Regions from separate parts of the Anser cygnoides genome. Here region 1 is linked to region 2. A link is a contact called in public Hi-C data. All regions are on one chromosome and are shown on one strand. Each heading gives the region's core, a stretch centred on a gene start, on an enhancer-like site or on the middle of the called end of the contact. The rest is flanking DNA. Distances are from core to core; before and after follow the strand shown.

Region 1 (6,707 bases), core at 2,148-4,647, 270 kb before region 2:
CAGCTTGTCTCAAGCACAGAACATCTCCAACCAACACCATCAACCAGGGCGATGAGTATCTGCAGCTGAAACAGCCTAAACAGGACACTGAACATCCCCTGCTTTGAACATAAGTGGTCAGACAGTGCTGAGAACTTCCAAAGACAGACAGCAGGAGCCCCTGTCCCTCCTGGCTGGTCCCATTCCCGAGACCCTGGAGGAGCACAAAGCTGAGCTAGCTCCATGGACGATGCTGGAGGGCTGCAAGAACAATGCTGAGGCTGGGCAACAAAGCCTGGTTGCAAGGGTGGCTTTTGTGCCTCTGTGCCTGCATGTGGCCACGCTTTTTTCCCCCAAGCCAGCAAAACACAGCTTGAATAGGAGCACGTCCCGGCCTGACATAAGCCCTCAGCTGAATGCAGCTGTGGGAGAAGAGCCAGCATGGGTGCACTCCAGCAGCGTGGCCACACATGGAGCCAAAGGCCCCTCAGGTGGCTAACGGTGCCTCTCAACCTTGTGCCAACCCCATCTCAGACATGCAGCATCAGCCCAAGCCAACATGGATGTATCTAGTGAAGTGGCAATAGCTAACAAGTATCCAAGAGCTCACTGGCAAATTTTTTTTTTTTTTTACTGTTCCCATGACCATGAATTACTGCAGGTGAGGAGACTCAGCCTTTTTTTACAGGGAAATAAAATCGTTGGAGGATCTGTGTGCACCTCTCCCATCAGTGCACAAGGCTCTGGACACCTGGCTTGGGGCACTTAGGGCACGTGAAGCCCTGGCAGAAAGGCACAGCCAGCCAGAAGTTTCCCTGCCCTCGTAGCTGTACGACCACAACCTAAACCAAAAGCAGTAAGGGAGCTCTTACTGCACACCTGTCCCAGGGCACGGCTGCTGAATTGGGTAAAAGCTGGGGGGTGTCATACCTCCAGCCCAAACAGCATTACTGTCACTGCCCAATCCTTTGTGGCTGCACAAAACCCTTGAGGGGAGGACAGGCAGGGAAAACAGAGAAGGTGTATGTCAGGAGGCACGAGTGCCTTGAAGTGGAAAGGGCACAGCCTGCCAAAGCAGGGGTGCCAAAAGCAAAAGGAGTATTTTAAAACTTTTGCCGACTTTCCCAAGCAAGCAAGCATCCCCTGCTACTTCCATATTTCTTATGTGAATGTTCAGCCCCCCCGTAGGGCCAGGGGCTCTGTAAGGGGATAAAAGGCCGTTAACAGCTCAGGCTCAGTCCCCAGCACCTCACACCTCCCCTGTAGCCTTGGAGGAGCCTTCATTGTCCGCAGAACAAAGGTGAAGGGAGCAGCTGCCGTTCAGCACTCAGCCCTCAATGGGGCAGGTCTGGAGGTCCTCGGGCAGGTTTTCGGGAGTCAGGCAAGGCTTGGGTCTGGTTCTACAGGCAGGTTTCATTTACAGCACAATGGGCTGCAGCCACAGCCCCCCAGGCGAGTTTACCTTTCGCAACTGATCCAGGGGGTGGCTGGAGATTCCTCAGCCCTGCTGGCATCTTGGCCCCCCACCCCCAGAGCGAGATAAAAGGCTGGAAGCTGAGCTTACACATAATTACCGCTCCACCACCCCAGAGCCTGTGCTCAGCCCAGCCCTGATTATCCGCAGCCCCGCACCCTGTCGGTGTGAAATGGGTGCACCGTGCTCCCGAGGGAGTAATTTGCACCTCCACCTGCTGCTGCAGGGCCCACGGGGGCTGAACGGGAGGGACCGATGTGGGATAGCAGTGCAGGTGGGGCCAGGGCGGCCAGCTCCGCTCCGACACTGGGCAAGGGCTGGTGGCAATCGGCCTTGGGGACACTCCCAATGGTCCCTCTGCGGCGTATGCGAAACTGCGTGCTCGTTCCTCTGGGAAAGAAGGTGACCAAGCTGATAATTACTATTTTATTAATTAGGGAGGGAGAAGGCTGATGTTCCAGGACACACTGACCTCACTGGTGTGTCCTTATTGGACGGGGAATGAAGGGAGGGAGATTGGGAAAGGACTTATTTTTTAACCCCTTTGGGTGTCAGCGTAAGTTAAGGTCTGAGCAAGTGCTGTAGCGCTGCGAGCCCTGGAGCCAGCCGAGATGGGGGCAGCTCAGTGAGGACCCCCAAGTGCCGCCCCAACAGCAGGCTGCTGGCCCTGCTTCGGCACCTCCGGATGGGAGCAGAGCCCCTGCGATCACCTGGATGGGCCAACCTGCCTAAAATCTGCCGGGCTGGAACCCAGCTCACCTGCCAGCTCTTTGCTTAAAGCAAATAATAATAAAAAAAAGTCACAGGAGAAAAAGTGGCTTTCCCAGAGAACAAAATTATCCCGTACAAGAGTGCAGCAAAACCTAACAGTCAAACACAAAAAAAAAATAGAAACAAAAAAGAAATAAAAAAAGGATCCGTGCTGAATAGACAACTTCATCGCTGTTTTCTCGAGCTTTGCTCGCTGCTGAGCCGTACCCGAACAAAGACAGCCCCTGCCAGAGTGCCTTCCTAAAGCTCTTGCAACCACGGCGCTTCCCCAGACACGCGTGGAGGACCCGATACCCACCCCCCCACACACACTTTCCCGAAGTTTTTTTGGTGGGCTGCGGGACGGTCCCGGCTCCCCCGCCCAGGTGCTGCCTACCCCCCGGTGCCGGGCGCTGCGGAGCCCCGACGGGGAGGGCAGCGTGGATGGAAGGGTCTCCCGGCGGGCTGGGACACCCCCAGCCCCCACCGTCACCCCCCCAATGGACAGGTGGGGATGTGGGGGGGCTTCAACAGGGCAGAGGCACCTTGAGACCAGCTCCCGGCCGAGCACCGGCGGCAATAGGAGCCGGAGGGGCGAACCCGACGGCACACCACGGGGCGGGCATAGGGTGGGGGGACCCAACGGGTCCGGCACCCCCGGTCCCACCGCTTCAACCCGAGCCCCGACAAGACCAGCCAGGGCTTAAGGCGGGAGGAACGACCCGATGGGACCGGCACCCTCATCCCCTACCGGAGGGTCATCGGGGTACAGGGGGTGACCCCGACGGGACGGGCACCCCGCAGCTCCTAAACGCCAAAACCCCGACGGGACGCGGCCGGGCAGCCCCCGTACCCCCGCCCCGACTTACTCTCCAGCTTGAGCAGCGAGTCGTACACCTTGCACTGGATCTGCCCCGTGCTCTGCATGGCGCACGACATCCACAGCCCCTCGTAGAGCGCCTGGGCCGTCACGATGTTGTCCCCCGCGTAGGATGCCATCTTCCACTGGGGCATGGCGGTGCTGATGATGATGCCGATCCAGCCCAGGAAAGCCAGCACGAAGCCCAGGAGCTGCAGACCCCCGCTGGCCATATCTACGCGGGGCTGCTCCGCACCTGCGGAGGGTGACAGCGGAGGGGGGGGGGGACACGCAGGAGAGCGCAGCCGGCTCCGCGCAGCGCACTGGCACCCGCGCAGCGCCCCGCGCAACTTTTAAAGCCGCGCAAAAAGCGCCCCCTGGCGGCCCCGCCCCGGCCCGGCGTGGGACACCTCGGCCACCCCCCCCCCCAGCCCCCAGGGGTGCGCTGGTTGTGTTCGTGGGTGTCCCCGTCGCTTACTGCTGGGGGTCCCCGGGGTGTGAAGCCGCCTCCGGTGCCCTCCGCAGTCGGGTGGTTTCGGTGGGGAATGGGGCAGGGGGAGGTGGGCTGTGCCGCTCACCCCACTCGTGTCCCGTCCCCGCGCCACCCCAGTGCTGCCAACGTGATGTAAAGGTGGGGGGAATTTCCCACTGGGCACAGAGCACGTGTGGGAATAGACTGCTGAGGGGGAAGCACTGGAAATTCTCTGATTTTAAAGGGCTTGCCAGGAGGCAACTGACCAAACCCTTGTCATCTGGGTACAAATGCTGCCGAGACCCTCAACCCAAAGTCTGGGGTCTGCCATTTCAGTAGGGACCACGTGCTGTGCCTCTTGGCATTACTGGGTTTCTCCTAAAGCAGAAATTTCACTTTTTGAACGCCTCAGTGAGCCCAGTGACTTAAAAAGGTTTATTGAACAAGGGGATTACAGACCAGGAAGGAGAGTCCTCTTTCTCAAGCATGTATTTGTCTGGCTGCTATAGTTTCCCTTTCTCCTACATGAGTATTTGAATACTGAGAACAGGTGGGGTGAGGAAATAGTGTCTCCTTTGGAGAGGTGCACATGGCGGGGCTGGGTGGTGCTGCCTGCCTGTAACCCTGGGCTGGATGGAGGGCCCGTTCAGCCTGGACCTGCTGTAATTCGGGGCTGTGAAATAAACAGGTGATAATTACTGATAAAGGTCCTGCTGGAGGTGGGGATGGGGTTGTATTGTTTTGACACCGTGGTTTAGTGCGTTCTGATGACTTAGGAGATTTTGCTGGAGCTGCTTCCTGGGGTTTGCAAACAGACAAACAAACAGGCTCGTGATTACCTGACCAGTACTGCGCAACGATGGGGGGGTCAAAGGGGAGAAAAGCTACTGCAATCTGACCGCACCGGGCAGGGACAAAGCCAGGCTGGCTTGCTCTCAAAGCACTTGCAGCTGACGGTCCCCGGCTTCTGCGCAGCAGCAGCACTGCTGTGATGAAATCGAGCCTTGTTACTCGGTAGCAAACTTTTCCAGTCCTGTCGTTTTTCACTCGCAAAGGAATTAGGCAGCTATGATTCTGTAGCTGAAGGAATGGTGTTTTTCTGGGTCTCTGTGGGCCCCGGTTTTGTAGGTTTGGGAGTGAAGAAGAGGGAAACAGCAAAGTTTTCCTTGGCAAAGAAGAGGGAACAAAGTAGCTGCATCACTCTGCACGTTCATCAAAACCCTGCTACAGGGAGCAGAAAACCCAGGGAGGTGCTGGCTCCTGGAGCTGCTCCCTGGGAGAAGCAGCCCCTTGCCTGATGAAGAGGCACAGCAGAAACCCACGCTAACCCGAGGAGAGCAGGGTTAGAAGTGTCTGGATTTGATCATTGATGTCTGGGTAGTCATATCAGCCTGATAACGTCTGTCTGCAAAGGACTGTGTACTGTTCCTAGGTGCTTCACAGCCCTGAACTGACTCACCCCACTCCTGACCATCCTGCCACCTCCCTGCTGACTCCTGCAGCTGAGGGCAGCTCTGGACAGGGGGACAAGTTCGAGATGCTTCTAGCAGGCTAAGTACCTTTGGCTACAGGCTCCAAGCAGCTGGTAGGAAGTTCTGTGGGGGAAGGACTTGGAGTTTCTACTGGAGCTTATAGGAACACAAGAGGAGGATCCCTGGGTGCCAACAATCAGGCTGCACTTGCACCAGGAGGGACATCAAGCGTGGGCCTGAGGAGATGCATGTAGTGTGCATAAAGACATGGGCTTTGTCAGGTAGCACTCTGACCGTGCTGCTGGCTCCTTGAAGGGCTGCAATCTGTACTTGGGAAAAGCTGGGCTCCGTGTGTGTCCTGATGGCACTTTTGGGCCAATTTGTGCCAAACCTGTCTGTAGCATGAGTCTGACTGCTTGGACGTACGGTAGGGCACCATGAGTCCTCAGTTTTTTCCCCTTCCAGAAGGCCGTGGAACTTAGACTGAAGACAGCCTTACTCTGCGAGGGGGGCTGTGGGGTTAGAGCCTGCAGCTGCCTGGATGTGTGTGTCTGAGGGGCTGTGTGGGGTCCCATTGCACCTCCATCCCCAACAGGTATTGCACTGAGCAGTGCTACTGGGTGAATGCATGAGAGAGTTAAGTTGAAAAAAGCTGATGTAAGGCCATACTGGGGTATAGCCATGTGCTCTTGGCCTCCTGATTTACATTTTGCTTTCCAGGGTCAATCTGAAGTTGATACTTCTTAGTCACATTTCATGAAAGATTTCAAAACCCAGCAACTCTTTCTGTGGACATCACAAGGAATTTACAGATCAAGATAAAGCACTGAAACTGTGCTTTCCCCCTTCATCACTCATCAGTGTTCTCAGCACTCTGGAATTTGCTGAGAATTTTACAGCATTGCTAAAATCATCAGGTCTTCTCTTCTGGCCTTCCTTCTTTAATTTAAGACATGAAATATCTTCTTTCTTTTCTTCAAATGATTTTCTGCAGTGGTTCAATGGGCAAAATATACATCCTCTTTACTTAATAGTCACTGTCTTTCCTCCTCTGCCTAGGATTATTTTTTTTCACTGAAGGTCCCTAAGAGTTTTCACATGCTAGCACCAGTTTTTTCTACCTGGCTTCTAAGGAAATACCATGCCTTCACATCCTTAATCTCAGCTGAAATACCTGGTTTTATCCAAGATGTTGCAATATCCTCTGTATTCTCTAGGCAAGAGGTCTGCACTGTCGGTCTTTAGTGACTGATCTGTTCTTAGATAAACAGGTGAGTCTTCATTCTTCCTTCTTTACAAAAGCAGCATCAAGTGCGAAGATGCTAAAGTACATGTATATAGATAGTTACCAAGATCCGACTGCAAAGTTTTAGTCTGCAAGTAGACAGACTGCTCTAATTGTTCATAGAGATTTTCCTCCTGCTACATACATGCTGTGTTGTTCTGTGCTGAGCAAATGCTTAACGCCGTGGTCATGTTTTGTTCCCTTGGGTGGTGTCAGGCAGAGGAGCAGCCTCACATTCATGCTCAGCAGAGATTTGTGCTCTGTGGGTAGTTAATGATACCCATTTCCTCTTCTGGCAAAAACAAGGTTTAACGCTTGCCAGGACTTGCAGGTGAGAAGCCTGGTTTCCTTTTCTGTGAGATATTTCTCGGGGAAGGACTTGCAGGTGTGCAGAGCAGACACAGCTGCACGGACCA
Region 2 (6,680 bases), core at 2,728-5,227:
TGCCATTTGCACACAGGGCTCCTGAGACTCTCTGGTAGCTCCTGCACATGCAAAATGTGTTTCGTTGAGCGAACATCAATGCTTTGTGGATGTAAACTTGTATATATAAAATCATGACTTGAAATGAGGGATACCACTGAGATTTGAGGGTCTATCCGTTCCTCACATCACAAAGCCCTAGAAGTGGCCTTGGAAATCAAGGCTGGCAGAAGTGATAACACAAGATTTATTTTATTTTTTTCTAACCAGCAAAGGATGGGAGGGTGGAAATCAAAAGGTGATCTTAGGTAAATTCAGCAGTTGTTTACAGTGGAATATAGCAAGCTTGGTGCCACATGAGAGCTGCACTGACTTCAGCCCACACCAAAGTTCTTCCGACAACATCAGTGTTGAATTTCATTCAGGACGTAGTGCCTGAATAACTGATGGTAGGCCAAGGGGCTTCCCCACTACCTGCCACTTTTATTAGGTTGCTTATGCCTCTGTTGTGCAGGCTTGCAGGCAGCTCCCTGCGGAGCACAAAGAGAAGAACAAATATCTGTTCTGGGGGTTTCTGTTCTTCTGACCTGTAAGAGTAAATGAAAGAGCATGATGCACAGCAGATGAGGGAAAAGCGGTAAATCCACCAGTTTTAGTATTACTTCTCACTTTCTTCGTTGCAGGAGAATTTTGGAACGCTTTTGGTCTCTTTTGCTGATGTGAAACTTAACTGCTTCACTGGGGCTGGGGGTGAACTACTACCCTTGCAAATGCATATGTAAAATTGCGGGCACAGATGCCGAGCTCATTTGCACATTGCAGTTTCCTGGGCAGCCTGTGCAAACATCTGATCTGTGCGTGTAGCTGAGCTGTGAGCAGCATTATACCTGACTTCTCGTTGTATGGGTTCTCTCTACAACTGGAAAGTCAGCAGAAGCCCTGCAAGTGCACAGCTCACGATTTTCCTGCTGCCTCCCATTATGTTACACGTAAGCACGGATTTTGTTTCCTTTGCTCTTCTGTTGCAATCACTCCATTTATAACCCCTGGCGTGCTTTGTTTTATAATACCCTAATCCTTGCAGGCTTCTGCTCCACTTTTCCTCCAGGGAGCCTGAATTGAACCCTTCAGCTACCTATGGAAATTGCACACCTGCTTCTTGTTGCTCCTTGCCAAGTGCTGTAACGTTGCTTCCTCTCATCAGCCCTTTCTGGCACAGGACTTGAAATCTCTCCTAAAGTGCATCTTTGCTCAGTTGGAAAACCCTTATGGGTTTTGGACACAGGTTTGTATGGCATCTGATATCACGAAACACCTAGAACCGTTTTTTCCATCCCTTTGCATTGACCAGTAACTGACACACACGTTCCTGCCTGTAGCATCATTATCTTCTGTCTGCCCCCACAACAGCCTCATCAGTCAGGGTTAGCCTTGCAGCCATTAGGGAAACTTTAACAAAGCCTGTTCTGGTGAAAGCGAACATCTTGATGAGGCCCAATTTATTTCACAGTTGTTATCCTGCTGACCTAAAATGACAGCATGACACTTGGAGCAGTGCCTGGTTTATTTAAGAAGCGAGCACAGAATTGTGTCTCTTGGCCTGCAGAAGGAACGGAGCAGCACAAGGTGCTCCCAGCTCCTGGCCCTAGCAGCTCCCGCCCCCAAAATCTCACTGTGGCTTTTCTCGGGGCCAGTCCAGATGGCGTTGCTTTTAGCTGTTTTTAATAGTTCCAGTCTGTGCATCACACATCCCTTCAGGAGCACGCGGAGGGCTGGGAGGGCATTGTGTGGTGCCCCAGGATGACATGTCTGCTGTTTGGGGCAGTGCCTGGGCTCCCTGGGGACTGAGACTTGCCCAGTAGCACAGTCCCGGCCATCGCTGAGACCCTGCCTGCAGCTGTCTGATGGACCACGTTCCTCTGGTCGTGGCGTGCTTGGTCCTCAGGGTCTGCCACAGAGAGAGATGGGGCACGGTGCAAGGACAAGGGGCTGGAGTTGCAGGCTGCAGTGTGGGGAAATCCACCTGTTTTTTAAGAGAAAAATCACAATGAGAAAAGAGTGGAACAGTGCTCAGAGCGGTCATGCGATCTCCAGCCTTGGAGATCCTTAAAACTCACCTGGTCAAGGCCCAGAGCAAGCCCATCACATTTTGAAGCCAGAGGTTGGACTAAAGCTCTGCAAATATCCCTCCCAAATGAAGGTGCTCCATGAAAAAGGAGTTAAACGTGTGCCGTGCACTTCAGCTCAAATTCTGGATCAGCTTCCCAGCTGCTTTTGTCCTGGGAAATGAGATGGGCTTGTCTTCCTATGAGATTAAGCTCTTGTGCGAGTTCTTTCTTTTACAAAAGACTGGAGTGTTTTCTTATCTTAAATAAAGTGGTTATTTTCCTAGCTTTATCGGGATTAATCTATCCACTGCAACGTCTATTGTCAAGCTAACTGCTGTACAATTTGCACAGGAAAAGCCCATGTCAGTCTAGCAGAAGGGACACCTTCCATGCTTTTGCCTGGTGGCGGCAGCTTTTAGACACAAGTGAGAGCCGGGAGGGTGATCTGAGATCCACCACAATTAGGAGCCCTTTGGGAGCATAAAACTTCATTGTGCCGCGGTGCTAGCTTCACATCAGCTTCACATTAGCTTCACATTTCCTGGATCCTGCTTAATTCTCTCTCATCTCTAGGCCCCCTGTGGTCATTCTCATGTTTTTGTAGGTCTTTGAAACCTTCTGTAGTCTTCACGTAATTCATGCCATCTTCCAGCCTCAGAGGTTTCATCTGAGTGTCCCCAGATCAAGCTAAGATGTGAGAAGTTCAATGTCACAAAGGCAAAGAAAATGCTGTGTGCAGGGCCCCGTGCTGGGGAATGGCGCTGAGAGATGCTGCTCGCTGGTTTTACTCGTGCTGCCCCTCACGGGGGGCTGATCCAGCCCTTCTGGGCTCTGAGAGCCCTTCTGAGCTCTGGAGATGTTCCCCTCGCTTCCAGCACCAAGACCTCAGCACCACGCACGGTGTCAGCCTGAAGTTTCCTCAGGCCCTAGTACAGCTCACAGCCCCGCTGCTGTCACCCAGCAGGGTCTCACAAGAAGAAGCATGTTTGCTTGATTAAGGGAGCTGGAGAAGGCACGAGGAGCCACATAATTTGTATAGTGGAAACCAGGAACTGCAGGAATCTTGACTAATTTGAGCGGCTGGCTTTGGCCTTAGATAAGATGGTACAAATCCATTACAGGAGACAAAGCAAAGAGCTGTGTGCACGGAGGAAAACTGAGGATCACTGGGCTCGAGAGCTTAAAGATCGTGTTTGTGAATGCAGGGTCCAAGCGTTGGCTGTGATGTATTGAAGGTGCCATGTGAATGTGAACGCCTCAGGCTTTCAGCTTGTTTTGTCCCTTCCCGTACCTACAGGGGGCTACAGGAGAGCTGGGGAGGGACTCTTTGTTGGGGAGTGACAGGACAAAGGGGAATGGCTTTAAACTAAAAGTGGGTAAGTTTAGATCAGACATTAGGATGAAATTCTTCCCTCAGAGGGCGGTGAGGCCCTGGCCCAGGCTGCCCCGAGGAGCTGTGGCTGCCCCATCCCTGGAGGTGCCCGAGGCCAGGCTGGGTGGGGCTGGGGGCAGCCTGGGCTGGGGGGAGGGGTCCCTGCCCATGGCAGGGGACTGGAAATAGAAGGGGTCTTAGAAATAAAGAAGAAAAGAAATAAAGGAGAAGATAAATAAAGGAGAAGAGAAATAAAGAAGTAAATAAGACATAATGAAAGGAAAAATAAATAAATAAATAAGAAAGGGGAAAAAAGGGGAAACAAGATAAAAGGAGGGGGAAAAGGGGGGAAAAAAGGAATTAAAAAAAAAAAAGGAAAAGGGACAGGCTGAGGCAGCCGCCCGCCGGTCCCGGCCGCAGCAGGCAGGGGGAGGCCGCGGGCGGCAGAGGGGCGGCAGCGGCAGCCCCCGCCCCCCCGGCCCGCCCCGCCCCGTCCCCCGGCCCGGCCCGGCCCGGCCCGGCCCTTTCTGTCCCCTCCGCCGCCCCGTACGGCCGCTGCCGCCGGAGCCCGCCGCTGGCGGCTTGGTGCGGCGGGGCGCGGCGCGGAGCGGCACCGAGCGGCGGAGCGGAGCGGAGCGGGCAGCATGGCCGGGATCGGCATCGACCAGTCCAAGCTGCCCGGCGTCAAGGAAGGTAGGGCGGGGGCGAGCCCGCCGTGCCGCCGGGGGGAGCTCCGGGGGGGACCGGGGACGGACCGAGGACACCGGGGGGGCACCGGGGGGCACCTGCAGCCCCTTCCCGGCCGCCCAGCCCGCCCTCCGTCAGGGCTAGGGTTGGCTCTGCAACCCATGCGCATGCAGCCCGTGTTCCCCAACTTGTTTCCCTTGCTGCTCGTGTATTTATTCCTAATTTCTTTTTATTTTTTATTTTAATTAAGCCTGAATTTGGCTACTTGGCTAGTCGGGAGCTGAAGGGGTGTGTGTTAGTGCAGGGAGCTGACCCCTCGCGTCCCGTAGTGCTTGTGGACAAAACCCCACGGCTGCCTGCTGAACTTTTAGGGCTTAGCGTTGGCCCCGTTGGGTCATCAGCGAAATTGTTAATGGTCATCAGAGAAATCGCACTCGGTCGTTTCGGTGCTGCCAGGGGCTCATCCTTAGAGCCTGCCCGGCGTGGTTACTCGAGGAAATTAACCCGGTTAAATTAACCTCCGCAGCGGGCGGATAACGTTGAGTTGCAGCTTGCGGGAGCTCGCCGCGCTCGGTCGGGGCGGCTGATGCTGAACGAAAGCGTGGCGATGGGGTGAAGTTCAGCCCGTCCCTGTGAATTCACACCTCTGGGCAGCGTGGATGGCGTTTCAGGAGCGCCCTGCTACGGGAGCTGTTGATACGCGATAGCGCTTGGATTAACCTGCTGTCCCCAGCAGCTCTGAGGGCAAAGTAGGTGAGGCCCGAGCTGCGTTGTGCAAAGCCTCAGGCGGGTTTCGTGCTCATAGCTCAGAGATATCGTTTGCTTTTGTCGTGCGAAGTGTTGAATCCGAGCTATGCTTTGCATTAGGTGCTGTCGTGCCCAGCGTTAACACCAAGCAGGAAAGAAAAGCATCGCCTTCCGTACCTGGGGGGATATTTATTGCTCCCGATACAGAAATCACTGTTGATCCTTCGGGAAAGACATCCCCTTTCTCTGTGTTGGGCAAAGGTCAGCTTAGTCATTCATTAACAACTGAGCACGGTGCTGCTGCGTTGTTGTGGTTCCAGTACTTTGTTCTTCACTTGCTCCCCTTTTGGAGGGCTGTCTGTCTGTCTGTCTGTCCACGTCCAGCTTTCCTCCCTGGTCGGGGGTGGCTGGGACGGCTGCACGACAGTGTCGTCCTGCTCCTTTGTTGTGGGCTCCAAAGCTGCTCTGCAGGCGGGGTCGTTTCCCTGCAAGGATGGCAGGGAAAATCCGATGACTGTGGCTAGGTGCTTACTACTTGTGCTTACTTCCTTTATTTTTTTATTTTTAAAGGCATTTATATTAGCTGAAAGCGTGACGTCGATGGAGCTTTGCTGGTGAAAACTACTTCAGCCAGTCCAGTTTGCTTAGTGGGCAGGAGTTTACTGCTGTAAGATATAACCTCAAAACACTCTCCCAGAGTAAGCTAGAGCTTGTTGCTGCAGCCTGCTGTTACCAAGCCGCTTTTTCCAGGCATGCAGAGTTCATGTTCTGACCGCTGTGGTCAGTAAAGCTCTTGTAAGACGTTTGCTGAAGGTTTTGGTGGTGGTTGCAATATGTGGGCTGAGCATCTCTGCCAGCATTTCCACTTGCTTCTCAAGTGCCTGTGACATTTTCTCTTTTCACAAGGCAGCTTTGGCGCGTGCTCTTTTGACCCTCCCCGGGGGATCGCTCAGCTGTCTGTGTGTCAATCTTTTTTTTTTTTTTTTTTAACTGGAGGTCTAATTTGCGAGCCTTTCAGGGACAAAAGCATCCTGGAAATATTATTTTAATTAGTTACTTATAAAGCGAGTAAAAGAAACTGGCTTGAGCTCTGCTTGCTCTCTGTCTTTCCTCTCCTATGCTCCGATGAAGTGAAGCTTGGGCAGGGCTTCTCTGCCTGCTTTAAATGAGCTCTGCAGCCCAGCTCAGCACCGTGCCTTGCCCCAGCACCTGGAGGTGTCCCTGCCCCTGTGTGAGAAGCTCCGGGGAGGTAATTCTGGAGCTGTGCAGACCTGTCCCTCCCCGGGGGGTCCATCTGTGGTCCTGTCTGCCTTTGCCAAAGGGCTGAGGTCAGTGACAGTGCTTTGTGGAAGGACCACCTGGCAGCCGAGGCTGAGGCTCAGTCCCTTACCCGTGTGGTTGGTGGTGGCAGGGAAAACCCCGGTGCTCCTGATCTCGGTGCTGGTCTGACACTGCTGAGGAGACAGAAGAGAGTCAGGGGGCAGGGCAGGAGAGATCTCTCTGGTCGGGCAGTACCTGGCTCTTTGGAACTGAAGAAAATTGCAGCGGCTTAAGTTTTTATTTGATTTTATTTTTAATAGCATTAAAAAAGCGTAAAGGCAGCGTGCCTGTGCCAGTAATTACAGTCAACCCAGCCACACTGCTGCCACTTAAGCTCCAGTCCTGACAAAGGCGAATTGTCACCCCCACCTGCGCTGCGAGAGGCACAGCAGCAATGCTCACCTTATGGCTTCTTGTATTTATTGTCTAATTTGACTTCCTGAAGCTCCTGATCCGAACTTTAAAAT

Evidence for each region. A called contact is a pair of places that touch in the nucleus more often than the background predicts.
Region 1: a Hi-C map of liver shows a contact between it and region 2, with 2.1 times the contacts expected there. The contact joins the promoter of CLDN1 here to the promoter of CCDC50 in region 2. A contact is called at or near these places in 2 of 7 Hi-C or Micro-C datasets (both in liver).

What each region holds. Positions count from the first base shown.
Region 1 is chr9:15,426,707-15,433,413 of Taihu_goose_T2T_genome, reverse strand. CLDN1 (claudin 1) reads right to left here and starts at 3,397. Exons shown (of 4, transcript XM_013199194.3): 1 at 3,073-3,397. The coding sequence starts at 3,295.
Region 2 is chr9:15,159,756-15,166,435 of Taihu_goose_T2T_genome, reverse strand. It overlaps CCDC50 (coiled-coil domain containing 50), which reads left to right and starts at 3,977. Exons shown (of 12, transcript XM_048076682.2): 1 at 3,977-4,152. The coding sequence starts at 4,104. It overlaps LOC125184413 (a long non-coding RNA gene), which reads left to right. Exons shown (of 3, transcript XR_007168377.2): 3 at 663-1,199.